Regions from separate parts of the Mus musculus genome. Here regions 1, 2, 3, 4, 5 and 7 are each linked to region 6. A link is a contact called in public ChIA-PET, Hi-C, HiChIP or PLAC-seq and Micro-C data. All regions are on one chromosome and are shown on one strand. The core of a region is the stretch at or near the end of the contact, and the rest is flanking DNA. Distances in the headings are between cores, read along the strand shown.

Region 1 (3,911 bases), core at 811-3,310, 910 kb after region 6:
GTTAATGTGCAATCGGTTTGGCAGGAGGGGACTGGAGAGATGGCTTATCAGCTAAAAATATGGACTGTTCTTTCAGAGGTCCTGAGTTTAATTCCCAGCACCCACATGGTGGCTCACAACCATCTGTAATGGGACCCAATGTCCTCTTCTGGTGTGTCTGAAGATAGCTACAGTATAGTCACATAGAAAAATAAATAAATCTAACAACAACAACAACAGAAGGAGGAGGGAGAGGAGGAGGAGGTGGAGGCAGGAGAATCTCTGACTTCCAGGCCAGCCTGCTCTACAGAGTGAGTTCCAGGACAACCAGGGCTACAAAGAGAAACCCTGTCTTGAAAAAGGAAAAAAAAACAAAACCAACTCCCCCCCCAAAACTAAACAACCCCACACACACATTTTATTTTTTTTTGTTTTGTTCTGTTTTGTTTTTAGAGACAGGGTTTCTCTGTGTAGCCCTAGCTGTCCTGGAACTCACTCTGTAGACCAGGCTGGCCTCGAACTCAGAAATCTGCCTGCCTCTGCCTCCCGAGTGCTGGGATTAAAGGTGTGTACCACCACCACCCGGCTTTAATTTTTAATCTAGGTCTGAAGTTTGAGAGTTAACGTTGCAGATGCAAACAAACAAAAATAACTGAAAGCCAGTTGGCTGGAATTTCTTGGCTCTAATCTAACTGCTCAAGAGGGATAGCTACATAATTAAGAATTCCCGCGGAGATCACAAAGCAGCGTCTCAGGGTTCGGCTCTCACAGGGCACCTCAATTTCTTGCCTGGTGACTTACATCAGACTGGTGACACCTCCATAAATCCTTATCTCTTCCTGCCCATCCTGACACTCCAGATATATGGGTTCCTTTCCCCTACCTGTTGGAGCCTCTGCCCACTGGTTCTCAAGACCTCAAGCTCTGACGGAGCAGCCGGCACTAAATTTTCGTTCTCCTTAATCGAAAGCATTTTCAGCAACTGTTTTCCAGAAACTTAAACAAGTTTCAACTCTGGTTTTAGATAAACGTGTGCCATTTCCAAGAGTGTAATTTTTACAAGTCTACAAGGTTCAAAGTCTACTACCAAGTACTTGAACTTACCCGACTCAGTCCATCTGGAGGGCCCCAAGGTGACTCGCTCAAAGTGCAAATGAGTAGGAGCCCCGTTCCACCACGCCCTGTCCCCTTCGCAGGTTCGGTGCAGACCTCCCCAGGTGCGTGTCCCACGCGCCTCAGCCACTGCCCTGCCACCCAGACCTCGCCTGTAGCACTTGGCCTCTTCCCACCCTCCTCCCGCACCGCCAAACCCTAAAAGAAGAAAAAGGCTTCCAACAAACAAGGCGATGCACACCTCAAACTAAAAGCAGCCAGCAGGTGGCTAGCGAGAAACATGAACAGTATGTTTGAAAAGGGAGAAGTCTCTGAAAGCGAATATTCCTGTGACCCCACTGCAGGAGCCACTCCTGACCCCATTTTTTCTCCTTCCGGAGCGTTCCATGAAGCCCGAACTCCGCAAGGATCGCGCCCCACGCCACTGCCCGCGGAGCCCTCTAGCAGCCCCGCGCAGCCTGGACCCCTCTCCCCAGAAACCGAAGCTGGAAAGACTCAGGCGCACCTCAGCTAGCCCCCGACCGCGCTGCACAAACCGGGAAGCAGGTCCGTGCACACGGGACCGCCGCAGCGGAACCCACGCGCGCCAGCAACCAGGAAGGACGCGCGCCCCGCCCGTCCGGCCCGCCTCCTACGGGAGGCCCGACCACTGCCTGCGCCTCGGCGGCCTGCCTGCTCTGAGCGGGTGATCGAGGGTAACCCGGATCCCGACTTTGCAGAGCCGCGGCTTTCCTCGGCCTCTGCCCGCTTCCCAGCGGCGGAGCGTCCCCGCGCGGTGGCACCGGAGACTTACATAGATGCCGTGCGCAGCGCCCAGCAGTTGCAGCAGTGCCAGGAGCGGGAGCGGCGTACACAGGGGGACCCGGAGCATGATCGCGCCACGATGGGGTCTCTCCGTTAGGCAGTGGGCGCTCTGGCCAGCCGCTGCACCTCCGGGGGTTGTTGAGGACCCTATGCCAGGACCCGCCCCCAGCTCCGCCCCGCCCCGAGGCTCTGTGCTGCGAGTGGAGGTCCAGCCTCTGTAGGCCACGTGACTCAGAAGCAGCTGTGGTCTATGCATCTCCCACAACTGTGTTTCCTTCCGGAATGGCGGCACCCCTGAATGAGCAATGATGAAGTTCAGGGGCTGGCCATTCACAGGGGCCTTCAGCCTGTCCCGGCTGCCAGAAAAGAACTGAGCAGGGAAGAGGAAACCAGCCAGTCAGTCCTCAGTGCTCTGGCCTTAGAAGCCTAGCCCCTAAAACTCTCCCTAGCACGTGGTCTAACATTCACAAGGTGTGGTCCACAGGCCAACGAGACTTAAACATGGAAATGCAGACTCTGGGCCCCAGCCCAGAAACCCTGAAGTCCTAGACCCGGACCCAGCTCCGAGGTTCAGTGAAAGCAAAGGTGAAGAAGCACTGTAGTAGGTTACAGAGGAATTCTAAGTGTGACTCAGCTATGGCCAAGTTATTTTGAAGTGCCCTGATTTTTAATGAGAACAGTAGCCCTTCCCTCTGGCAACTTCTGATCTTCCGCCTACTGCCTCCTGAATGCTGGAAGTATAGCCATGGGTCATCACCTCTGCTTTAGTTGACGTTGACTTAAATATACATGAGATTTTCCCAGCTTTAATGAGTTGTAGTCAATAACAATATTCATTTATTTTAGGCATTATCTCATTTATTTATTTATTTATTTATTTCACTTACTTTTTGCAATGCTATCGGTGAGTCTCAGGTCCTCATTAATTCTAGGCAAGTACTCTACTATTGGGCCACACCCCTAAATCCCCTTTTTCTTTCTTTCTTTCTTTCTTCCTTTCTTTCTTTCTTTCTTTCTTTCTTTCTTTCTTTCTTTCTTTCTTTCTTTCTTTCTTTCCTTCTCTCTCTCTCTCTCTCCTTCTTTCTTTCTGTTTGTTTTTCTGAGGCAGCTTCTCACTGTGTATCTTTTTTTTTTCTGGATTTTTGAGACAGGGTTTCTCTGTGTAGCTCTGGCTGTCCTGGAACTCACTTTGTAGACCAGGCTGGCCTCAAACTCAGAAATCCGCCTGCCTCTGCCTCCCAAGTGCTGGGATTAAAGGCGTGCGCCACCACGCCCGGCCTCACTGTGTATCTTTAGCTGGCCTGGAACTCTAGAAGATAGCCTGAAGACTGGGCTGGTAGTTGTTTTTAGTGATAGAGGGTTTGGGGTGGGGATACGGGTGGGGCACGACGATGTGAGAGGGAGGCGGGAGTGAGTACTCTCAGAACCTGCACAGCGCAGCACTCCTACAGTGAGATGGGCGAATCCTGAACTCTGGGGCCAGGTAGCCTGGGTTATGCAAAGGAGAACAGTAGGACAAACGGCCTCAGAGCAGGACACACACCAGATATCATTCTCTGACCTCCACATGTACACCATGGCGCACATACACACATGTGGGCATTCACACACGGGGTCATATATACTAATATACAAATAAATATCCTAAATAAAGCTGTTTTTTTTTTTGGTTTTTTTTTTTTGGTTTTTCGAGACAGGGTTTTTCTGCGTAGCCCTGGCTGTCCTGGAACTCACTCTGTAGACCAGTCTGGCCTTGAACTCAAATTTGCCTGCCTCTGACTCCCAAGTGCTGGGATTAAAGGTGTGTACCATCACGCCCAGCCCAAAATTTGAATTTTTTTAAAAAACAGGATCTCAAGGCTGTCCTTGAACTTACTATGGTTCAGTGGTTGTTTTAGTTCTATAAAACAGGGCCTTTATTATGCAGCTCTGGCTGCCCTGAGATTCTATGTGAAACAGAGAACTTGCCTGCCTCTGCCTCCTAGATGCTAAGATGGGAGGTGTATACTGCCTTG
Region 2 (4,073 bases), core at 878-3,377, 900 kb before region 6:
ACCCTTAAAGTTTCTTTTTGTTCCTCTTGAGCCTCTTTCCAGTTTCCTGGCCCCTACACATAGGTACCCTCACCTCAAGACACACAACATATAATGTAGGAAATACCAGTTAGATATATAGATGTCTAGAACTCTTCAAAGGCGGCTCCAGTAAGCCGAGCTTATCTGTTGAAACCCTCTACCTGCTCTGCTAATCTCCCCAACCTAATTTCTAGACTGCTTGTCCAAAATGTTATTCATTAAAAGATCTTTTGGGGAGGCCTGGAGACCAGAAAAACATCCAAGAGAAGGAGTGGTAGGGGCCTAAGGGGAGGAATGGTTTTTATTTGTTTGCAGCTCAGGTTGGCTTTGAACTCTCAACCCTCCTGCCTCAGCGGCCTGTGTGCTGGAATTACAGCTGTGCACCATGAGGTCTGGCCTCAAAAGCAAACTGAAAACTTGCTCCATGTATAAAACGGTCTGCTCTTGTCTCATCCCCCTCCCTCAAGCGGGCAAGGATTTATCCCCTGAGGTTTCAGATCCTATACTAACAGGCTGCCTCAGGTGTAACTTACTATACACGAGTCTTCTTCCTCCTTGGAAAGCATGAGGGCATCGTGCCTGTTTTACTCAAACAATAAAGTAGATTGCATTCTTGATGGTCTTTAAACACACATTAAAATAAAATAAATTGATTTCTTTTGGGAACTGATTTTTTTCATGGTTTTATGGGGTGCCACTTAAAAAAAAAATTCACTCACACAACTACATGCCAAGAAAGCAGTGCCCTAAAGCCATGAGAGAGGCGTGTGTGGCAGCCTCTTGGCTCAGGACCACGATCCTAGCCCACACTTTGTATTTTAACAAGCAGATATACCACCCACTGCTTAATAATTATACTCTAATTTTCTGATGCTATGCAACTCATAGCAAGAAACTCCGAGACTCCAAGCACCTTGTCCTTTATGAAAAAGAAAAAAAGATTAACTGCAAACTATTTTTTTAAGTTGTTTAAACAAATGCTATGCAGTGTACATTTTTTTCCTACTGAGCCTGTGGGGGAGGGAAGAGAGAGCACAGGTGAAACTAGGCTGTCTGGGAACTTAGGACTAAAATATTTCCGGAAAAATACCTAGTAACGTCATTTTGGACAAAAAGTATAACTGGCTTGAACTTGGCCTTCACTCTCAGTTAATGCATATTGTTTCCTGTAGAGGATGAAAATATATAAAGGAATAAAAATAGAAGATAGAAGATAGCTAAGATACAGATAGATGATACATGGCAGAGATGCTAAAGATAGATTAGATAGACAATTGATAAAAAGATAGATAGATAGATAGATAGATAGATAGATAGATAGATAGATAGATAGATAGAGAGAGAGAGAGAGAGAGAGGTAGGTAGGTAGGTAGGTAGGTAGATAGATAGGTGATAAATGATTAATGGTAAATAATAGAGTTAGGCAGATAGATAGATAGATAGATAGATAGATAGATAGATAGATAGATAGATAGATAGATGCATAATTGAGATGTATGACAGACAAGTAGAGATGACAGATAGCTAATAACTACAGTTGGGACCCCAGGGTCTAGGCTCAGAGGCCCAATTTGTGTGTACTCTGCCGTGTCATACAAAAGAAAACCATTGGTAGAATGGAAGAATTGGTCAGGACAGACAGATTCAACTCCCTACCCTCTTCTACCCATAACCCCCTCCTTGGGTGATGAGTTTTATCCTTCTGTAATTTCTTCCATGGACTTCTTCAAGGCCATAGGCAGTAGGTCTCCCTCTGTGAAGTCAGTTGTGTTGTAGTGCCATTTCTAAATTCACTGACATTTAAAAACACAGGTCTAGTCCTTCCTCATGTTATGTGGAAACTTCAACACAGACAGGCTGGGGGTCTGTTCCACACAGGGAAATGCTAATAAGAGAGGAACTGGTGTAAGTGTGCCATGCTCTGAGAAACTCACACTCCATTGGCCATAAGGTCAAGTTCAAAGTCAAGAGCAGCATCTGGGCAATGCTTGCCTTTCTCCTAGGAGGGACAGAAAGAACTTGGGGATGTGTGGGTAAGCACTTCTCCATAGGAAGATGGGGTAAATGATTAACAACAACAACAGCTAGAATGCCGGCTCCTTGCCAGCAGGTCCAGGTGAGAAGAGAGAGGTCTTGGTCCTGCCGGGGTCTCTCTGGGACTGAGCAGGATGGCGAGTGTGATGGTCCAAAAGAAAAACATGCAGGTCGGGAGTCTGTCAAAGCAGGAACTCAACTTTACGACATCAGCCTCTCGCTTATATAAGTTTGGAACATAGGGAGGGGGATTTTTGGTGGGATAAAATGATGTAGGAGGCGTGGAAGGGTGACAGAGGGTATGGAGTGACGAACAGAACCAATGGCAAAGCTCTACATCAGCAACGGCAGGGCAGAGGCAGGGCCAAACAGGTCTTGCTGAGTCACCCCGATACGGAAATGACTGATAGAGATCTCAAAACTCAGGCACGGGTTTGTCCTCAAGGCCCAAACCAGGGCCAAAATGGGGCCCAACACTAGAGCATCGGCAACCAAGTTATGTCAGAACAAAGGCCGATTATCTAGAATTTCGTGAACAGCAAACTACTTCTAAGCCTCATGATAAGGCCTTAGTCATGCAAAGGGATTGCCTTCCTCTCGTGGGACAAAGGTGGCAGGGTGAGCTGGGACACTGTCATACAAAACATAGCTTACCCTTAATTTTCTCCATCATCCACTCGGGCAACATCTACCACAGACGTGGGAGTTACAGGCTCCGTCTCAAACCCATGCATATTTGCTAGACAGAAATGAAGGTGAAGGAGCAGAGAGGAAAGAAACTCAGCAGCTGCCTCCTCCTTTCAGGGATGATAAAGGAGTGCCCCTCCTCCAGCACCTCTGAGACACCGCTCCCATCTCAGTGCTCAAGATGGGCTCACTGAGTCTGGACTGCAAAGAAACTAGGGTTAAGCTCTTTTTTTATACTTGAATTATTGTTTGTTTGTTTTAATAATGAGCTAGAAAAAAGGTGCAAAGCTGTAAGGATCATATCAAAAGTTCCACTTAGTATTTAGGTGATGTCCTTCAAGGACAGCACCTTAGCTAACTGCTGGGATTAGTGAGACTGAGAAGTTTTTCTCGATCGCAATTAGCTGGACTGAACCATTAGGATTTCACAAGTTCAAACATTTTTTTTTTATGTGTGTGAGTGTTTCTCCTGATGCCTTGGAACTGGAGTGAATGACAGTTATGAGCCTTTAGGTAGGTGCAGGCAACCACAGTCAGGTCTTCCACAAGGGCAGCAAATGCTCTTCACCACTAACTCCTCTCTGGTTTCAGCAGGTCTATCATAGATTTACTCCCAGATGTTTATATCTGCATGCCTAGAGCTTCTGCTATTTGATCCCACTGGGAGTCATAGAATTTGAGCTGAAATTGTTCCTCCACTACAGAAGAATTCCAGAATATGTGTGTGTGTGTGTGTCCAGATGTGTGTGTTATATACACTGAAGCTCTGAACAAAATCAAGGATGCTGCTAGGAAGGAAGGAGGGGAAATGGATTTGGGGTAGGAAAAGAACAGTATCTGCCACAAAGAACTGTTGCTTCAATTTAGAGGGAATTTCCCATGATCCTTGAGGCAAGAGTTGATTCAAGCAACCCCCATCCTTTCTTCTACCACACATATTCCTCTCGTTCTTCAGAAATCTCTCAAATAAATACTATATGGCTATGGCGTGGTTTATCTCATGTTGCAAGGTTGTAATGGCCCCATTGAGATATGGGCTTTATGGTCTCAAGCAATAACAAATCTATGTGTGAGTTCAATGCCACTGAAAGCACCCAAGAGACCTATGAAAGAACAAAGAGGTTTTGTTGTTATTGTTCTAGTGAGAATAACTCCTTGCCACAGAACCAAAAGGCAGCAATGTATGGGGGAAATGGAAATCCCAGAGGGTCTCAAAGCGTATGGTATTTGAACAAGGCAATGGGGATTAGAATAGCCTCTTAAGAGCAAGCCAGTTGCCATTTGCAGACCAGTTCCACAGTTCCCTGAACAAAATCCAGCAGTGTGCTTAA
Region 3 (3,709 bases), core at 1,111-3,610, 780 kb before region 6:
CTCTCTCTCTCTCTCTCACACACACACACACACACACACACACTGTCCTTCGTGGTGTTGGGGATTGGACTTGAACCTAGGGCGTGGTGCATGGTAGGTGAGCACTCTCCACTGAGCCACATGTCCCCAGCCCCAGAACTCTCTCATTCTCTCCATCAGAAACTCTCTACCGATTATAAACACCAAACCCACATTTCTACCCCCCTCGCCCCTAATAATCATCTCCTAACTCCCAGAGAAACACCCACTCTCTCTTCATCTCTGTGAGTCTGGCTCCAGAGCGATTTAACCCTCCTTTCTACTGCCACAATAAAATACTTGAGGCTGGGTCATTAAAGGAGAAGCTTTCTTTTGGCTCACGGTTCTGGAGAGCAGGAAGTCCAGCAGTGTGGCCTGGTGCTCCTTGTACCACCACAGTGTGAGAAGCAGACTGGCTTGTCATGCTTGCCTTGTTAGAGACAGATCGTCCCTGTGTGACACAGGTAGACACTGAACTCCTGGGTGGTGAGACCTTGCACTACCAGGACAGCTTTAAACTGGCTATAGTAACAGACCCACTCTCAAAGACGTCTAAGAATCCGTGAAAAGATTTACTAAGGAAGAGTTTCCCTCAGCTGACTATGAAGGTCACCCCCGCCCCCTTCCCTCTCGGTGCCTCATGAGAGTGGCTAATCTCCAGTGAAAGTTTTGGTGGGGACATTACATGGATATTCCACACATACACACAATATTCCACTTTGGTGTCTGGCTTACTTCTCTTACTAATTAATGTCTTCAGGAACCATCCAGGTTAGAGCATCTTTCAGAACTCCATTCCTTTGGAGGGCGAATGTTCCCATGAAATTGAACATCATTTATTGAGTCTGTTTTATTACTGTGGGCCTGTGGAGGACAAGAAGCTTTGAAATACATACAGCTTTTAAAAAGTATTTTATTTTAATTAATTAATTATTTATTTTTATTATTTTGTATGTATGAGTATTTTGTGTTTTGTTTGTATGTTTGTGGTATGAGTTTGTCTGTGTACCATGGTATGTATGATAATCTGTTTCTTCCCTTAGAAAAAAAGTATTCTCCCCGCCAACTGAGAGTGCCTGCGTTATGGGAAAGCTGGTTTCCTGTCTGCCTTATTCCCTAGGTGTCAGCTATTAGCATGATGTCTAGAAGGATTGAACAATCAATCACCGAATGGACTATGTCCCAGCATCCTTCCAACACCACCCCTGCCTTCTTATTTTAACCCACCACCATTGCAAGTGTTCTAGCAATGGCAGGTTCATTCTGCCCTCGGGTACCTCATACTACCCAGCCAGGCTCTCACCCAGCACACTTCCCGCAGTCGTGTATGTACCCTATGCTCATCTTGTCTGTGTTTGCCTGTTCTCTTCACAGAAGTGAAGGATTACGAGCCCCCATTTGGTTCCAAGGTGCGGGAGCACCCCTGTGTGGAGAGCATGAAAGACAGTGTGCTGAGAGACCGAGGGCGGCCGGAAATTCCCAGCTTCTGGCTCAACCACCAGGTAAGGAGGGCTGGCTTCCTTGGTTCTCTGAAACTCTGTTGGGTTTGTGTTCGTAAGGAAAATTCCAGCATAAGCGAATGACCTTGAGGGTTGCATTCAGTAGGCTAACGCAGCATTCCCATAGAAAGCGCAGATAAGCACCATAGGGCACTGGTCACTTTCCCCAAGCTCTCTGGATGCAGAGTTGAGATCTGTTGCTAGCTGTGCCTCCGGTCACCTCCCAAGTCTTCACACAAGGAGCCTACACCTCATTCCCTCTGTGCTCTGACTTTGCTCCTCTGAGGTCCTTCAACCTCAGAAAGAAATATTTAGCAGTTGGAAGCAAACAGCGTTGCCAGGTAGCTGGTGTGCTCATACATGCTGGCTGTGTATGGAAACGAGAGGGACACTGTGTATGAGCTTAGGGAAGAGGAGGCTGGCTCACCACAATGGAGGACCGGAAATCAATGCAGAGGAGCCTGCAGGTGAAGGAGGTTGCCGGGCCACCTGTTGAGTGACATCCTCACAGCTCACTGTCAGAACCTGAAGTTAAGGATGCTCATAGCCGTGGTAGAGGAGAAGAGAAGAAAGGGTAGGTTGTGAGTGAGAGATGGTTGGCCACAGGTGTGATGTTCCCGAGAAAGCCTCAGTAAAGAAAGAGCTAGACCGGTATTTTTCCGATTCTTTTCCATCCAGCATAGCCCTTTATGGCTCTTTCAGATGAAGTCCTTCTTCCTTGCAGACAGTGGCTGGGAAGGTCTGCCTCAAGGCAAGGGGCGTTCAAAGGAGAGCCAGAAACAGCAAGCCAGGCACAGCCAGGAAGACAAATGGGGCAGGAAGTCTGCTCAGAGCAGCCCTGGCCCAGAGCCAGCCCTGTGATGGGGAGTAGGTGAGCCAGGCTTCCCGGGGTCAGAGTATTTACCAGAGGGAGTCTCAGGCAAATTGTCTTTGGTTCTAAAAATGCAAGGCTGTTTGTAGAATCTCAGGATTTAGAAGGCCCAGGAATGGTATGCTCCATTGAAACTCTGTCACCGTCTCTTGAAGTCTCCCCTGTAAAGTTCTCTTAATGAAGTCATTATTCATTATGATAAAATTCTGGAAAGAATTTGCATAATACATTTTTTTCTCTTAATGAGATTTGTTGCCCTATTGATTTCAAGGTAATGCTTAATATTTAATTTAATTTACAGCCTGTAATTACTGTGTCAGAACAAAATAAATGTTTCTGGTGTGGCAACAATAACACTCTACTCTTAACAGGGCCATCAATCAATACCATCAGTTAGGTGAATTATGCAATTAATCCCACATCAAGAACTGGGGGCAGGGAGGGGAACTCCCCAGAAGTTGTGAAAGTTGCTGGTATCGCCTGGCAAACACCAACTCTCCAGCAAGAGTGTTAGATGTATCTTTGCCAACAGTATGGAGATCATGAGAGGCAATGTTGACCTCCACATTGGAAAGAGCTAATCTTATTTCCACCTCTCGGGCCATGCACTTACCTTCTGATTTTCTCAAAGAACTCAAAACATTAAGGAAGACATTCTTGACACAAAATGAAATCCAGCTGAGATAGAGTGCTTTGCTGTTCTAGACAGCCTTCCGTGCGTGGGAGTGAGTTTAGCGAGTAGGGTTGTGTTGGGGAGGGCCACCTTTGAAATATCTTACAGTCAAGCATATTTGACATACAAAGACAGTCACGTCAGAGGGCCTAGCTTAATGTCAATGGAGATGACGGGGGTGTCTGAGTCACCCTAGGCAATTCTGGAAGCAACTTATAAGTCATTCTGTGAAAGACAGGCTTTACCAAATGAGCTCAGGTTAATGCCTGCCCCACTCTGGGCTTGAGGGTCCAGCTCCATTCAAACAGAAGGGTACCTATGGGCTAGCACGGTTACAGTTTGAAAGAAGAAAATCTCCAGAGGCCATGAAAGAGTCAAGGGAAAGAGAGAGCCCAGCTTAAAGTGAGGAACGGAAGTCCTTCAGACCCTGTAATGGATATATCTGTTACATTCTATACAATGTATGCCACCATGAGTAGACCCTAGGCACTGGAGAGATGGCACTATTGCAAATTAGGGTGAGGACCTGAGCTCGAATCCCCAGTACCCATGTAAAAAGCTGGTGGCCATGATGTAATCCTGTAAGACAAGCACAGAAGGAAGAGGAGGCAGAAGGATCCCAAATCAGTGAGCTCCAGGCTCAATGAG
Region 4 (3,646 bases), core at 102-2,601, 750 kb before region 6:
CAGCCTCCATGGTGTGAATGGCACATAGGGGCCTGAGGAGGTGGATACCAGGGTGCCAGTGTTTTGAAGCGAGCCTCAGACAGCCATGGTGGTCTGCAGTGAAGAGGCCCTTGGGCAAGAGAACCCAGCTATCAAAAAATTAAAACTTGTCTGGCCTCAATAGTTTCTATCAGAAAAATCAGTGCCAATTGCACCTGTTTTGCAGCATGCCACACTCAAAAGGCATTCAGTAAGTACCACACCATTCAGTAACGAGTGGGGGCAGCTAAAGTTTTTAACCCCAAGAAGAGAGCTGAATATAATTCAACGTTCACATTCTTTTTTCTTTTCTTTTCTTTTCTTTTCTTTTCTTTTCTTTCTTTCTTTCTTTCTTTTTTTTTTTTTTTTTGGCTTTTCAAGACAGGGTTTCTCTGTATGCTGTGACATACTTTAGTTAGTGGGAGAAGAGGAGGGTTTGAAATTGCTGTAAGAATACATAATTAGGGATGCAGGTTTGCCCAGGGGAGACCTAATTTATGTGTGAGCCTGTTGTCATGGTTACAGCATCCACAAGACTGAAAGTGTCCTAAGTGAGATCATCCATATACTGTGGTCACCAGACCCACATAATCTACTTAAAAATGATGTTTCTGTTTTCATGCTGTGCAAGTGTAGGCTTGCACACTTGTATGCTGTGCCCGTGAAGCCCAGAAGAGGGCACTGGGTGCCCGGGAGCTGGAGTTAGGGGACAGTCATGAGCAAGAGTGGGTGTGGCTTTAAACTCTGAACCAAAATAAACTCTCGCTTCCCTAAATTGCTTTGTATTTTCTCACAGGGTAGAACAGCACCTGCCCAGGGTTTTCGCAGGAAGCAAGAGAACTGAGATGTGCCAATGGCATACCAAGGCAATCTGAAACAATGGAGAGTCCTTGTGCAAGGTCATTGCTGTGGCACCCTGCACACCTTTAATCCTATCACTCAGCAGGCAGAGGCAAGTGAATCTGTGTGAGCTCAAGTCATGTTGGTCTGTTTAGTGACTTCCAGGCTACACAGGGACACTGTGTCTACAGAAATAGTACTTGTTCTAGTGGATGGGACAATTATCTCTCAAGTTCTCGAATACATGACTACTAAGTTAGAAGATGTATAGGTGTGAGGCTATCGCTGGCTAAGCAAGACAATACCAATAAGCTGGTGGGACTTTGGCATCTACTGGGAATGGGAACTCTTCGAGGCCACTGACCCTAACCACTTCTGGGCATTCCATCATTGTACATATACAACTATCAAATCTTAGGTAGTTTCATATATGTGAAGGAGATATCCTGCCAACCAACTTCCTTTTAAAAAACTAAACACTGCCACTACCCACAAACAGACATGGTGTTTCCTCACATGCGTGAGGAAGTGACTTACGGACATTCTGATATCAGTCTTCTTGGTTGAACTGCCTAGAATAACTCTGTTTTGTCCTAGTTTTAACAAAAATCCATCTTGTGCTTCGCCCCACTGCTCCCCAGGCCCTGTTGACCATACTAAGCAGAACATAGTTTCAGTTTGGGACCTTCCATTGTTTTACAACATAAAGCAAATCAACAAGGTGCAGCCTTTGAGCCTTTGGAAACAAAACCTGCAGAAACTTCCACCCGTTGGCCTTCTTCTAGCTTGGTGTGATTGTGGGCTTGAGCCCTTTTGAGCCATGGCAAATGTAGGGAGTCCCCTCTGCAAAGGGTCTGCTCTTCACCAATCTGATCTTCACTGAGAGACCTGGAAAACTGAAACCAAAACCTAAGTCCTATTTCCCTCTCCCCAGCTCCTGGGAAGACCCTTCCAATATGAGGCAGAAAAGGCAGTGTATCAGTTTGTCTCTCACATGTGAAGTCCTCCTTTTGTGCTTTCCCCCTGGATTACAAAGTCCAGTGTGGTGCAGGGTCAGCGAATCTGTTGCTCTATTTTTATCGATATCTGAAGAGAAGCCCACAGGGACATCTTTTGGGAAGTAAATGGTAATTGTGTGCAAATGAGAAAATAAAACTTTTCATGGAATAACAGATCTCTCCAGGCGGGAAGAAGGGGCATTCCGTAGCTTCCTTTTGAAAGCAGTGCAATCATAATGAGAAGCAGCTCAAAGCCTCCATCCTAAAGGGATGTGGAAAAGGGCAGTGCCCGCTCCACGGCCAGTAAGGACCACCCAGAGCATCAAGAGCCTGGGGCTCGGGTTCCACGGCTGACCTGAGAGATGGTAAGGAGTGTGTCACCTCCGTGCATAAATGTTTAAGTTTCCTGGTGGTGAAGATATTTAAATATAAATGAGCCAAGGATAAAAAAAAAAATTTTTTTAAATGCCTATGAAATTTTACTGCCCAGGAGTCTGGATTTGTCAAAGTCGAAGCCAATGAAGCAAATTAAGCTTTGGCTTGTCTGCTGAGGGGAACAGACAGAAACTGGCACTCGAGGATGAAATTATCAAGAATTTCACTAAAAAAAGAATCTTCTTCACCTTGCTGAGAGCCAACAACCATAGGGTAGTAGTGGCCTCCCCCTCTCTCTTCCTGCCTCCCTCTATTCCTTTCTTCCTTCTAGCTGTTTCTCCCTCCATTCCTTCCTTCCTTTCTTTTAAAACAGTTTTCTGAAAAATACTCCAACATATGCTTTGAGGGCAATTAAATTTGCTGACCGATATGACACATCAAACACAGAAAGACCAAGAGGCTTCCTTGAGACGGCACAGCAGAGGAGAGCCACTCCAGCATCGCCATAGAAGATTCTAAAAAAGTGCCGCCTGCTCCTGAAAGAGTCCAGAAAATTATCATCTCTATCAAGAGTGGACCTTTACGTCAACGGAATAAAAAGACAGATGGCATTGTGGAACAATGACCACAGATATGCCCTGACTACCTAGTACAGTTGTCCACGATGTGAATTTGGAGTTCTAATATCAAAAGGACACAGTCTGTTCCTAAAATCTACCCTAACCGCATTTGTCTGAAAACACCAAGAGGTGATTATTTATTGGCTGGAAGATCCATACAGAGATGCTGGCCAAATGACACCATCAGTCTGCTTCATTAGACAGGTTGCATTCCTGTTATTAAAATAACAAGAGTCCTGGAAGAAGACACGATTGTAAGAAATTTAGGGAGGCTAGAGAGATGGTGTCATGCCTCCTGTACATATGAGGGGACTAGAGTTTGAATCTCTAGCACGCAGGTAAATGCTAGGTGGTAGTGGTAGCCTGCCTGGAATCCCAGCCCCAGGAGAGCAGAGACAAGGTGTCTTGGGGATTGACTGCTGTGAACAGATACCATGACCAAGGCAACTCTTATAAAGGACAACTTTAATTGGAGCTGGCTTATAGGTTCAGAGGTTTTGTCCATTATCATCAAGAAGGGAGGATGGCAGTGCCCAGGCAGATGTGGGGCTAGAGGTGCTGAGAGTTCTACATTTTTATCCAAAGTCAGACAGGAGAAGACTGACTTCCAGGCAGCTAGAATGAGGGTCTTAAAGCCCACTCCTACAGTGACACACGTCTTTCATCAAGGCCACACCTCCAAATAGTGCTACTTCCTGGGCCAAGCATATTCAAACCACCACACAAGGGATCCCTGACCAAGCCGGCTAGCCAGAAGGTTGAATCAGCCAGTTCTGAGTTCAAGGGAGAAACCCT
Region 5 (3,732 bases), core at 18-2,517, 820 kb before region 6:
TGACCATTGGGAACTTGTGATCCTCCTGCCTCTACCTACAGGGTGCTGGGATGCTAAGCATGCCTCACTTTGTTGCATTTATGTGGTGCTGAGGGGAACCAGAACTTGAGCATGCTACCAGCAGAGTCACACACTCAGCCCCTTGATTTGCATTTGTCCTGGACTTCCTCCCACCCCACCCCCATTAATTGTAGCTTAGAAATCTTAATCAACATTGCACATCAGAATCATCTGTGTAGCCTCAAAAAGTCCAGAGGCCTTGGGGCTGGAAAGATTGCCCAGAAGTTAAGAGTGCATGGTTTTCTTGCAGAGACTGGAGTTCAGTTCCCAGAACTCTTACCTAGAATCTCACAAGCATTTGTAACTCAGCCTCCACAAGGGCTCCAGCTCCCTCTTCTGACTTCCAAAGGTACCCACACCCGCATGAGTATAGAGGCTTCTATCGCCATGACTACAACAACTTATAGAAGAGAGTGTACAATCAGGCTTTAGATGGTTTTAGAGGGACAGAGTCCATCATGGTGGAACAAAGACATGGTGGTAGAGTCAGCTGAGAGCTCACATCTAGATCCACAAGTGGGAGGCTAAAAGCACAGTGAGAATGGTGGTAGTTTTTTTAAACCTCAAATCTCATCACACCTAGTTCCTCCAAGACCAAACTTACCCTCCTTGTCCTTCCCAAAGAGTTTTACCAACTAGGGACCAAGTATTCAAGTATATGAGCCTATGGGGGGGTGGGGGGCAGGCATTCTCCTAGTAACCCAAGGCCCAGGCCACCTTCAGAACCATTCAGTCAGGACATCTGAAATCCACCCAGGCTTTGCTGTTTCTCTGGCTGCTTAAGAGTAGTACTGCCTGGTCCACAGTGGGAATAGTTGGTAACCACCGATCTAGACTAAGATGTTAACATGTTAGAAGGCTAAATGGCTAAATTCCATCTCCCAAAGACTTGATTTTCTGTTGAGAAGACCATCAGAGTCTCCCAGCCAGCAAATAATGTTTAGTCCAAACACACCCAATACCAAGAGGGGGGTGGGAAATCTGATTGTGATAAATACAGTCTCCTATTTCTTTGTTTTATTATCTTGTAAGAAAATCTAAGGGATCGAATGAATTGTTTCACAAATGGATCCAAACATAACCATTGCAGAAAAAAAGTATATCCATTGTTATGTTGCTACCAAATTTAAACAAGGTCCGGAGCCCATTGAGGCCTATATTTTTAGCTAAGCAGAGAACGTTCTGCAAGACATTGAGGATTTCAAAATAGTTTCTTACCTAAAAATATCCTTCCCGAAATGAGCTAGAGGCTAGAGAGGGATGAATGGGCTTGCTTTTTTCCTTCTTCTTCTGTGTTTACTGTTACCACAAGAAAGCAGATCTTAAATATATAAGCTTGTATTTTTAGAGACCCAGGAAGCAGGTGTTGTGCCCAGGCAACAAAGAAGGTCACAGGGTGAAATGCTGAAGACAGAAATCTAAGATTCACAGCAAGGAAAGTAACTGTCGGGAGGCAGGCATTGGAGTTGGTACCTTCAGGGCAGGAGTAAGCTAACACCAGGGGAGTGAGTGAGTACAAGGGGCCCTCTCAGACCTCCCGAAGGGGACCTCTTGCAGAAGTCCCTCCCTTTTGCCTCAGGGCCAGCGCCTGTCCTTCAGCCCCATGCAGCCCAAGTGTCTAATCTTTAGTGTGGTAAAGAAAATGAGTTAACTCTTCTCTGTTTGCTGGAGTGCATGGCAGGGTTGTCTTACTGGTCAACTGCAAGATGTTGCTAACAAACTCAATTCCTCTCTGCTTAACGACTACATACCATGTGACCAGCCGCCTCCCACTGCTTCTGCCTCCCCTTGGTAGACTATACCCTCAAAGGATGAGCCAAAAGCCTTCCTTTAAGTTGCTATTTTCCTGGGTACTTGGTCTCATCAGTGAGAAAAGGAACTAAGACAGATTCCATATGGCGGGTTCTCTTCGACACACTGGAGATAGTGTCTGAACAAGGTAGACCGAGGCTCTCGGAAATATAATTGTTGGCAAGTTATTAGGGAGTGCGTGACCCACATAGCCTGACCAACAATCAAACAGAACCATTCGGTGGTTATTAGCTGCCCACTTTAGGATGAAGAGTATTGTTTAATTAGAGACCAAAGGTGGCAGAAACGAACACTGAGGATTGAGCTAATGCGTTGAGGCTGTCATACCCTCCAATGTGAGGAATGAGGGTGAGAGAGCTGGGGTGACTGTGGTGTGGGGGGATGTGGTCTGAGAAGTGTCAGGTCACTAGCAGGTCCTTGAGGTGTAATCAGATTTCCAAGGAGAGCCAGTAGAGCAGGGGTGGAAGGCAGTGGGGAAACACAAGACAGTGTGGGCAGAGTCAGGGAGCGAATCTGGGAGGAGACATAAGCCTGGCCGTTCCTAGCCCTCACCTGAGAGAACTGTCATGGCCTTTGCACAGGGGATGGTTCCACCACTGTCCTCGGCCCCTTCTTTACTCTTCTAGGTGGAAAATTGACTCCACCTCAAGGACTTGCAGACAGCCTCCAGCTTCTCTGACCATACCCCTGTCCCCTCTGCTTTCTCATCCCTCATTCCTCACATTGGAGGGTACAGCCATCTGCCTGGGACCACATCAGCTCAACCACTAGCATCTGTCACTGCCACCTCTGTATTTCACTGTGGTGGTGACCTCCCTGCCCACTTGGGCAATGACTTTTCTAGTGTCTCCATCTTACGTGCGCACCTCTAATCGATTCCCGTGAGCTGGTCTGATCTGTTTACTTATTTATTTTAGACAGGGTCTCATGTACCCTGGACTGGCTTTAAAGTCCATATACATAGCAGAGGATAACCTTGAACTCTTGACTCTCCATCCTCTACCTGCAAAGGGCTTGGCTCACAGGTTTGCACCGCCATGGCCAGCTTATACAGTGTTGAGGATGGAACTCCCAGTTTCATGATTTAAGATACTGAGTTTCATATCCAGCTCCAGTGAACCAGAATTTCTTTAAGAGAACGTGGGACATCCAGGGCAGTGGGCCAAGCTCTTTGTTTATTGATTGATAAGGTTTTTGTGGAAAACATGCTTTACGTCCACCATGGACAGAGTGAAGAAGCTATGAGACATCTGTGTCACCACTGCCACACAATGGGCATCACTCTGTGCGTGCATCCAGGAATTCTACTCTAGAGATATATTATTATTATTACTATTATTATTATTATTATTACCTTTCTCCACCTTCTTCCCTTCATCTCTTTACTATGGAAGGTGCACACGCATGCCATGCCATTTGTGCAGAAGACATATTTCGGGAGTTGCTTCTCTCTTTCTAGCACGGGATCCCATGGAGTAACCTCTGGTCTTTCTTTCTCTCTCCTCAGTTAACAGTGATGTCATGGCCAGCGACAATGGCGGTGCGGTCAAGCTTCCACAGCTGTGCAAGTTTTGCGATGTGAGACTGTCCACTTGCGACAACCAGAAGTCCTGCATGAGCAACTGCAGCATCACGGCCATCTGTGAGAAGCCGCATGAAGTCTGCGTGGCCGTGTGGTAAGGGGGCCTCTGGAGAAAGGGGGTCTTGCTTTGCGGATTACCTTAGAAGATGCTGTGACAAACACCTGTCCAAGGCAGCTTCAGGAAGAAGGCTTGTTCTGGGTTCCAGTTCTAGGGGGACACAGTCTAACATGCATGGAAAAGATGTGGCTCACAGTCCCGTGTATCACATACAGTGAGC
Region 6 (3,747 bases), core at 460-2,959:
AACATCTGAGCATGTAATTTGACCTCCACATGCTATGCCTTAGTACATGTATGCCCACTCTCACACACAAAGATGAAGGGATGGTCCCACACAGGTGACTTGTGTTTTATAATTTATTGTTAATTGTTTCTACTCCCCTTCACATGGGGCCTCCCGCGATTAAACAGCCAAGAGGAAGAAGACAGAGAAACTCATCAGGGAACATCTGCAACACCAGAGACACCCAAAATGTCTAAAATGAGAGTCGTCAGATAAATTCTGTTATTTTAGATTAATAGAACATTGGCTCATGAAACATGGGCAAAAATAAACGCTGCCATTTTAATGTGCACTTTTCTGAGAAAGGCCATGTCACCTCTTTGTTCTAAGGGATTGGTTAATATTCCACTATGAATCTCATTAAAATTTACATGTTTAATAAATGTTGGATATTAAAATGGTGGTGAGGAGGTCTATTTATGGAAGCTGTTCATTTTCCCTGATGAGAGTCTATTTATTTTTATAAGGAAACCGGCAAAGTTAATCACCAGGTTGGGAGTGGCTGAGCCTATTAGTTAGGTACATTTGTTCATTTACCTAACCTTTGACAATGAGCAACGGAACATAATTTTATTTTGCAAATTTACAGGACTTAATCTTTACACACATTTTAAAGATTCTGGTGTTCCCTAACAAGATGGACAGTTGTGAATGTACACGAGAAACCAGTGAAATATTAGCCGGCCCTTGTTTCTACATTAACCTCTGTACCTGCCAAGAGGGCTTCTAACACTGCAATGACCCTCCGGATCTTTAGTTCTGACTTTTGTCCTTTTGGGGATGGGCGGAGCTAGTTGTGGAGGAAGGAGAAGGTACAAGCAAACTGCCCCAGACAAGGAAAAGTTCCTACGTTTCAGTTGGCTAGAGTGAAAATTGGGCAATAGCTAATACAGTCCAGGAAAAGTTAATTTGGTGACGGAACGTAGGCAGGTGTAAATAATGAATTCTTGCAGTCAAAAGATTGAGCTGCAAAAAAAAAAAAAAAAAAAAAAAGTCCTGGAGAACACAGCAAAAAGAATGTGACATTTATGTGTGTGTCCGCCTGGCTACATCTTACTGCAGCTCGGACGACATCTGCCCACTCCAAGTTTTCAGAGCAGCAGGGCGGGGACAGAGAATGTAGCGACCCAGCCACTCACTCTGGCACGTTCAGCACAGCGGCTGGACCCACGCGCCTAGGGCCCCGCACCGCGCCTGCGCGCCCCGTCACGTGGCGGGCGCCCCGCGCTGAGCGGGTTAAAAGTCACGGCCGCCGAGCACCCGGCCAAGCCGTGCTCTCTGTTCCTTCGGTCGACTGGGACGTGGGACCTTCTGCTGCTCGAGTCGGAATCCGCGCGGGGAAGCGAGCCGAACCTCCTGGTGCCCTTCCCCAGGGCCCCGAACGGGCTCGCGCGCGAAACCGCGTCTTTCAACTGACAATGAAATCGTAGCCACGGCCGGCGGCGAATAGGCGGGAGGCCGCGAGGCGGAGGGGGTGGAGGGCCATTCAGCCGAAGCCCCGCCCAAGGCCCCGCTCGCGCTCCTATTGGCGCACGCCGCCATTCCGGCCCCGCCCCTTAACGGACCTGTCGCTCTGTGACAGGCGGAGGGGCCAGTTCCTGTTGGGCGAGGGGGCGGAGTCAAAGGTTGCCTGAGCTCCGCCCGGACTCCAGGGGGCTCCTCCCCTTTTGTGCTCCTCGCGGCTGGGCGGGCGGGGGAATGTCATTGCCGCTCCGAGCCGCCGCTCCTCTGGCGCCCTCGTCCCGTCGGCTCTCGCCGCCACCGCCGCCTCCTCAGCCGCACGGGGGACACGGATGGCTAGTGGGGCGCAGGGGCCTTTTGGGTTGAGACCGCGACGGTCGCGGCCACTGTTGAGGCGGAGACTTCGGATCGCTGCCGCCTCCACCACCCCCAGTGTCCCGGCCTCGCGGTGCTGAGGGCGGGAGCGCGCCCAGCTCTTCCTCCGCCTCCGCCTCCTCCTCCTCCTCGTTGTCGTCGCCGTCGCCCTCCTCCTCCTCCTCTGGGTCTCCGCCCAGCACCCCTCGCTCCAGGCGGCGGCGGTGGCCGCGGAGGACGAGCGAGACCCGCCGCCGGGGCACAACATGGCGGAGCCCTCGGCCCCGGAGAGCAAGCACAAGTCGTCCCTCAACTCGTCCCCGTGGAGCGGCCTCATGGCTCTGGGGAACAGCCGCCACGGGCACCATGGGCCCGGAACCCAGAGCGCGTCCAGGGCGGCGGCGCCGAAGCCGGGGCCCCCCGCGGGGCTGTCCGGGGGCTTGTCGCAGCCGGCCGGGTGGCAGTCGTTGCTCTCCTTCACCATCCTCTTCCTGGCCTGGCTGGCCGGCTTCAGCTCGCGCCTCTTCGCCGTCATCCGCTTCGAGAGCATCATCCACGAGTTCGACCCGTGGTGAGTGTGCCCGCCCTTCCCCCGCAGGCAGCCCGCGGTCCCCGTTTGTCTGGAGCCCCTCGGATCCCACCCGGTCTCCCGCGGGCCGGGCCGGGCGCGCCCCCTGCCCGCTTGGCGAAGTTTGCCTGGGAGCGGAGCCTGGGTCCTCGGCCGCCGGGGTGGGCCGGCTCCGCGCGGCGCCTCTTCGCCGCCGCGCCCCGGCTTGCTCCGGGGGCCCCCTTCCCCACGCCCTCTCCGCCGCAGCTTTGCGCCTTGTTGCATTTTATTTCATTTCTCTCCTTCCTGCCATCGGAGCAGCCCCGGGATTGCCTTCTGGCTGCTGGTGGTGACTGGAACCCCTTGTCCGCTCAGCCTCGCAGTTTCATGCTTTCTTTCCGGGAGAGTGGAGTGTTAGAATGTAGGGGGGGAAAATATTATCCCGAAAGCGAGCGCAGTGGTAGCGCCTCGTGTTTTTCCAGCACCAGGTATTTTCCGGAGTGTCTCTTTCCCCCCTAAGGCCCTTAAGTGCTCTCAGCTCGCCACACTATTTGCACAGTTGTATTGCGTTGCTTTTTAGAGCGAGATCGTTTTTCTGTTAGCTGAACTCTCACCCTCGTTGTTGCTACAATATCCGACTGGGTTGCATGAGTTCTTTTATTGGTGTCTGCTGGAAGGTCTGTGGAGAAGAGAGCAAGCCGTACCACAGTGCTGAGAGTCTAGATTGTGGTGCCGAAGTTGCACGCTCTGCATGGCACTCACTGGTTTTAGGGACTTAACTTCGAACACTGAGTTACCTACACGGGAAGATTGCTTTTCACTTTCTTCCTCCTGGCCCAACCTGAGTTAAGTTTTTTGTTTTTTGTTTTTTGTTTTTTGTTTTTTTTTTCCCCCAGAGAGAGATTGAGAGCGAGCGCCAGCGCGCCTCTTTAAACTAGTTTATTCTTCAGGCTGCCCTATCAACCTTGAACTAATCTTACTTGTAATTAGACATAATTAAACGGTAGGGTATTTGTCTTACCATTTGAAATGCACAGAGAATCTTCTTAAGAGTTAGTACATATATAGGTTATAAATGAGTTTTTTGGGGGGGGCTTATGTGTTAAGTATCAGATTTAAGTTGTACTTTAAGAAAAATATTTATGCTGCAATATCTATTGAACACCAGAGGGGCCTACTCAAGGAAAACCTGTTTAGAGAAGCAGTGAGCTACAGTGATGGCCTGCTGTGAGGTGTTTTCGTCCTATTTTAAGAGGTTTCCATTTTTTTCTAACATTAGATTTGCTTTATAAATGACCATTATGTTATTTGGAACCAGAGGAGAAAATCATGTTGGTGGAGATTAC
Region 7 (3,913 bases), core at 119-2,618, 860 kb before region 6:
TCTATGTCCTTTTATAGCTTCTGCAACAGGCATGCACATGATGCACATACAGACATGAAAGCAAGGTACTCACACATACAGTAAAATGAACCCTTAAAAACAAATCAGGCAGCTAGGCAGTGGTGGCACACGCCTTTAATCCCAGCACTTGGAAGGCAGAGGCAGGCAGGCAGATTTCTGAGTTCGAGGCCAGCCTAGTCTACAGAGTGAGTTCCAGGACAGCCAGGTCTATACAGAGAAACCCTGTCTCAAAAACCAAAAAAACAAAAAAACAAAAACAAAAAAACAGGCCGTGCTGCACACAGACAGGCGCACGCGCGCACGCACACACACACACTGTAGAGATTGTCTCTGGAAAACATGGTCACCCCAGAAAGAATGGAAATTTTGATGGGTCTTCCTACTGATAGCCTTTCTACCTCCAGCCAAGTATTTTCTCTCCTTACTCGAATTATCTTATCGAAGAGCGATCATTGAAAAGCAGACTCCACCACCAAAGACACTTTTTTTTGTTGTTTTTTGGGTTTTTGTTTGTTTGTTTGTTTGTTTTCCCAGACAGTATAGCTTTGGCTGCCCTGGAACTCACTCTGTATAATAGGCTGGCCCTGAACTCACAGAGACCCGCCCACGTGTGCCATCATCGTCTGGCCCCAAACATACTTTAATTTCTTTAGTTTCTTAGAGGCAACACCCTGAAAATATCAGCCCTACCTTGATCACAGAGCTTCACCCAGCAAACCACGCCCAGGAAACGGTCCTTCCAATGGGAGGCTCTACCCAGGTGCTCATTAGACATGCAGACACTCTGGGTTCAGACCTACTGAACCAGAACCTGCAGGTTAGCTAAATTCACAACCCAACGTGATTAATACGCACATTAAACTCTGAGACAAACTCCTGGATTTTGTTCCACAGTAAAAAACAGTCCTTTACAACGTGATCACACATGCATGTACATAAAACTGAAACTAAGCTCTAGTGAAGAAGTGCTTACCTTTATTTTATTAGGGGAAGCAACGTGTTCGGGACTCTGAAGCTACATTTCAGAGCTCTCTCCTGGGTCTCAATGGAATTATGAAGCCCCTGGGAGTAATGCCTAGAAGGTGTGGGGGTGCCTGGAGGTGTATCAAGGAAAGTGGTTTACACCACTTTCGAGCTTGTTTTGCGAAAAGTGCGCTTAGTCACTTCTGAGTTTGAACTTGGAGCCCAGACTTGGCGGGGTGGGGGTTGCGTGGGAGCGCTGGGAGTGGGCAGCTAAAAGTTTGTAGAGTCCAGGCAAGGTCCAATCCAGCGGCCTTGATTGGCGGCCGGAGGAAGGCGAGGGCTGGAAGCTGGAGGAGAGGGCCGGAGCTGGAAGGCTCTCCGGCGGCGAGAGGTCCTGCCCAGCTGTTGGCGAGGAGTTTCCTGTTTCCCTCTCGGCGCCCGGGTAAAGTTGATGAGTGAGTCACTCGCGCGCACCGACCGACGACACCCCCCGCGCGCGCACACGCTCGCCTGGGGGACGGAGCCCCAGCCTCCTGCTCAGCTCTCCTCGGCCGCCGGGGGCCTCCTCCGGGCCTCCGAGCTCCGGGGATCGCCGGCCACATCTGGCCCGCATCCTGAGAGGGCGAGGAGTAAAGGCGCAGCCCGGGGTCCCCGAGGCTCGGTTCGTGGCGCACCAGGGGCCGGTCTATGACGAGCGACGGGGGCTGCCATGGGTCGGGGGCTGCTCCGGGGCCTGTGGCCGCTGCATATCGTCCTGTGGACGCGCATCGCCAGCACGATCCCGCCGCACGTTCCCAAGTCGGGTGAGTGAGTGGCCAGGGCGCGACCCTGGGGGTTCACTGGGGCTCCCCGCTCCTCCTCCAGCCCCCAGGGCAGCGATTGACAGTCGGCCGCGGGACCCGGTGCGAGAGCGGAAACGGGAAGTTTGTAGCGGCCCGAGTCGGTTCAGGCCCGCGGGGATCCGGGCAAGATCTCTCGCAAAAGAGCAGGACAGTCCACTTGCAGGGGACTTGGGGACGCTCCTGACCCCCTTTGTGCGCGCACGAAAGGCCAGGTCGGCCGCGAGGGGCCTGGAGCCCCGGAAAGGGAAGTTTAAGAAGTTGGAACTTGGAGGAGCATCGGCAGGGGACTGGACGCCCAGCTGCTGCACACCTGGGCCGCTTACTGCCCTAGACACCGCGACTGAGCCAGACTCTCAGTCCTCAGCTTTGCCATCTCGGGAGGGATTCTGGGCCGTGACTCACTGGATACAAGTTAGAGAAGAGAACTGATCTCTATCCTCGCTGATTCCTGGCCTGCCGGGATGAGGACCCAGTGAGGGTGGTCAGGTTGATGGCTGAGAAAAATCTAGTGCATGCCTACTAAGTGATGGACTATAGGGATGCTGCCTGGAATGAAAGATCTCAGCAGCTACTATTCAATGGAAACACCTAACCCAGGTTGTCCTCCAGGTCCCATCGCAGGGGTTAGTTAAGGGAGAAAAGCAGGCTCTAGGGCTCCTTCCTAAGGGTTTGCTTGGAAAGTTTAAAATCTGGCATTTTAACTCTAAAGTTAGAGTTAGGGCCACGATCTGGGCAAGTCACATGACTCTGGGCCTCAGTTTTCCCTACTGTACAATGCAGTGGTTCAGTTTGTGAAAGTTTACACTCTTTTCATCACTGGCTTTCCATGACCTTCCCTAGTAACTAAGAGGATGGCCAGGGTCGATTTGGGGTGAAATGCAGAGATTGCGGTGGCCGTGTGTGTGTGTGTGTGTGTGTGTGTGTGTGTGTGTGTGTGTGTGTTGGGGAGCGCGGAAGTAGGGTGCAAGAGAGCTCGTTGCAGACATCGGTAGTTGAGGTGATTTAAGAGTTTTGGATCGTGTTGCAAACAGCAGTGGACCATTTCAGAAGGGAAGAGCCACACAAAGGGAAACAGCAAAAATCCTAACAGGTTTTAGTCCTGTTGCTTCATAAAGTCCGCGTTCGTGTCGTTGGTTTCCATTGAAGTGCAGTTCCAGAAAGGTCAACTGTCTCTCATGTTAACCCAGGCCCTTAAAGCTGGCTTGGGAGATTTAGCTCAGTGGCTAAGAGTGTTTGCTGTGCAAGCTTGAGGACGTGAGTTCAAATCCCGAGGGCCCATATGCAAAGTTGGGTGTGGTTCTTTGCCAGCCCAGCACTAGTGAGAGAAGACTGGAAACCCTTTGGAAATTGCTCGATGCCAGGTTAGCTCTAGGTTCGGAGAGAGACTCAAAGAGAGTGATAGAGACTCATGGAGAGTGACAGAGGACCCCTGGTCTCCTCCTCTGCCCCTTCCTGTGCTCACAAACCCTACCCCAAGCACATATAGACACACACAAGAAAAAAAAATTAAAAGAAAAAAAAAACCCTGCTGGGTTTTGCTGAAGACCATCAGAAAGAATATCCTTCCCTTTGTGTACATAAAACGTTTGCTTTAGCTCGAGAAGAACCGAAGTCCAGAGGCCCCAGTTTGAGTTTTGTTTACAAGATTAAGATTTGTGATTTTCGAATTCCAGGCTTTGTAGCTTGTGAGTCATATTTATGCACAGTTTTAAACAATTAGCTGACTGACTTGGTGGATCTTTTTAATTTGGGCTTTAAATAGTTTTATAAGACGGAGAGGGCTTTTTTTTTTTTTTTTTAACATTTTATGGAATTGCCATTCCAGGATGTTTGGACAGTTCGTTTTGAGTTGTACCTATGTGGTCAAAGTTTTTAAAGATGGTTTTAAGTGGGAAGACAGCTCCTAGGGAAAGGGCGCGTGGAAGGACACTTGGAATTCCACTGGCCTTCTCAGTTTCCACAGAGGGGAAAGGTGTAGAGATTTGTCCTGACAGAGTGGTAAATTGTGAGGCAGTTTCTCAAGATACCTTAATGCAATAGACAAAGGGAAGGAACAAGATTCTTTACAAAGTCCCAGTCAGTCCAAG

Evidence for each region. Hi-C and Micro-C count contacts between places; a contact is called where the count stands out from the background. ChIA-PET counts read pairs in DNA pulled down with a chosen protein or histone mark. HiChIP or PLAC-seq counts read pairs in DNA pulled down with a chosen protein or histone mark.
Region 1: a Micro-C map of the G1E-ER4 cell line shows a contact between it and region 6. The contact joins the promoter of Tmppe here to the promoter of Stt3b in region 6. A contact is called at or near these places in 2 of 484 Hi-C or Micro-C datasets (both in the G1E-ER4 cell line).
Region 2: a contact with region 6 is called in an H3K27ac HiChIP or PLAC-seq map of extraembryonic endoderm stem cells, with 5 times the contacts expected there. The contact joins the enhancer-like site here to the promoter of Stt3b in region 6. A contact is called at or near these places in 3 of 39 promoter capture datasets (hippocampal neurons, liver and pre-B cells) and 2 of 115 datasets of contacts at active chromatin or transcription factors (extraembryonic endoderm stem cells and large pre-B cells).
Region 3: a contact with region 6 is called in an RNA polymerase II ChIA-PET map of memory CD8 T cells, with 39 read pairs. The contact joins the enhancer-like site here to the promoter of Stt3b in region 6. A contact is called at or near these places in 2 of 39 promoter capture datasets (hippocampal neurons and liver) and 2 of 115 datasets of contacts at active chromatin or transcription factors (embryonic forebrain and memory CD8 T cells).
Region 4: a contact with region 6 is called in an H3K27ac HiChIP or PLAC-seq map of acute myeloid leukemia, with 6 times the contacts expected there. The contact joins the enhancer-like site here to the promoter of Stt3b in region 6. A contact is called at or near these places in 4 of 39 promoter capture datasets (the C10 cell line, embryonic stem cells, hippocampal neurons and 1 more), 1 of 15 datasets of contacts at CTCF or cohesin (large pre-B cells), 7 of 484 Hi-C or Micro-C datasets (adipose-derived mesenchymal stem cells, cerebellar granule neurons, cerebral cortex and 4 more) and 16 of 115 datasets of contacts at active chromatin or transcription factors (acute myeloid leukemia, astrocytes, bone marrow-derived macrophages and 12 more).
Region 5: an H3K4me3 HiChIP or PLAC-seq map of bone marrow-derived macrophages shows a contact between it and region 6, with 2.9 times the contacts expected there. The contact joins the enhancer-like site here to the promoter of Stt3b in region 6. A contact is called at or near these places in 2 of 39 promoter capture datasets (the C10 cell line and pre-B cells) and 3 of 115 datasets of contacts at active chromatin or transcription factors (bone marrow-derived macrophages, large pre-B cells and memory CD8 T cells).
Region 7: a contact with region 6 is called in a Hi-C map of B cells, with 14 read pairs. The contact joins the promoter of Tgfbr2 here to the promoter of Stt3b in region 6. A contact is called at or near these places in 1 of 39 promoter capture datasets (embryonic stem cells), 2 of 484 Hi-C or Micro-C datasets (B cells and the MNK3 cell line) and 9 of 115 datasets of contacts at active chromatin or transcription factors (astrocytes, bone marrow-derived macrophages, effector CD8 T cells and 6 more).

Annotation. Positions count from the first base shown.
Region 1 is chr9:114,399,244-114,403,154 of GRCm38.p6, reverse strand. It overlaps Tmppe (transmembrane protein with metallophosphoesterase domain), which reads right to left and starts at 2,060. Exons shown (of 2, transcript NM_001200002.1): 1 at 1,886-2,060. Glb1 (galactosidase, beta 1) reads right to left here and starts at 2,077. Exons shown (of 16, transcript NM_009752.2): 1 at 1,886-2,077. The coding sequence starts at 1,963.
Region 2 is chr9:116,206,760-116,210,832 of GRCm38.p6, reverse strand. No RefSeq gene overlaps it. Among named protein-coding and RNA genes, the nearest start is that of Gm4668, 20 kb to the right of the region's middle. Within about 2 kb of position 2,127, at least 23 of the 459 cell types and tissues checked have an H3K27ac peak or open chromatin away from gene starts, as enhancers often do. A contact at or near this core is called in extraembryonic endoderm stem cells, where this site is marked.
Region 3 is chr9:116,090,757-116,094,465 of GRCm38.p6, reverse strand. It overlaps Tgfbr2 (transforming growth factor, beta receptor II), which reads left to right. Exons shown (of 8, transcript NM_009371.3): 7 at 1,393-1,520. Among named protein-coding and RNA genes, the nearest start is that of Gm31014, 38 kb to the right of the region's middle. Within about 2 kb of position 2,360, at least 43 of the 459 cell types and tissues checked have an H3K27ac peak or open chromatin away from gene starts, as enhancers often do. A contact at or near this core is called in liver and memory CD8 T cells, where this site is marked.
Region 4 is chr9:116,056,371-116,060,016 of GRCm38.p6, reverse strand. The region is part of intron 14 of Gadl1 (glutamate decarboxylase-like 1); the gene reads right to left. Among named protein-coding and RNA genes, the nearest start is that of Gm31014, 3.7 kb to the right of the region's middle. Within about 2 kb of position 1,351, at least 55 of the 459 cell types and tissues checked have an H3K27ac peak or open chromatin away from gene starts, as enhancers often do. A contact at or near this core is called in acute myeloid leukemia and bone marrow-derived macrophages, where this site is marked.
Region 5 is chr9:116,131,361-116,135,092 of GRCm38.p6, reverse strand. Tgfbr2 (transforming growth factor, beta receptor II) reads left to right here. Exons shown (of 8, transcript NM_009371.3): 3 at 3,380-3,548. Among named protein-coding and RNA genes, the nearest start is that of Gm31292, 12 kb to the left of the region's middle. Within about 2 kb of position 1,267, at least 29 of the 459 cell types and tissues checked have an H3K27ac peak or open chromatin away from gene starts, as enhancers often do. A contact at or near this core is called in bone marrow-derived macrophages and pre-B cells, where this site is marked.
Region 6 is chr9:115,308,430-115,312,176 of GRCm38.p6, reverse strand. It overlaps Stt3b (STT3, subunit of the oligosaccharyltransferase complex, homolog B (S. cerevisiae)), which reads left to right and starts at 1,709. Exons shown (of 16, transcript NM_024222.3): 1 at 1,709-2,425. The coding sequence starts at 2,121.
Region 7 is chr9:116,172,818-116,176,730 of GRCm38.p6, reverse strand. Tgfbr2 (transforming growth factor, beta receptor II) reads left to right here and starts at 1,368. Exons shown (of 8, transcript NM_009371.3): 1 at 1,368-1,787. The coding sequence starts at 1,694. It overlaps Gm40582 (a long non-coding RNA gene), which reads right to left and starts at 1,087. Exons shown (of 3, transcript XR_871320.3): 1 at 995-1,087; 2 at 712-820; 3 at 1-20.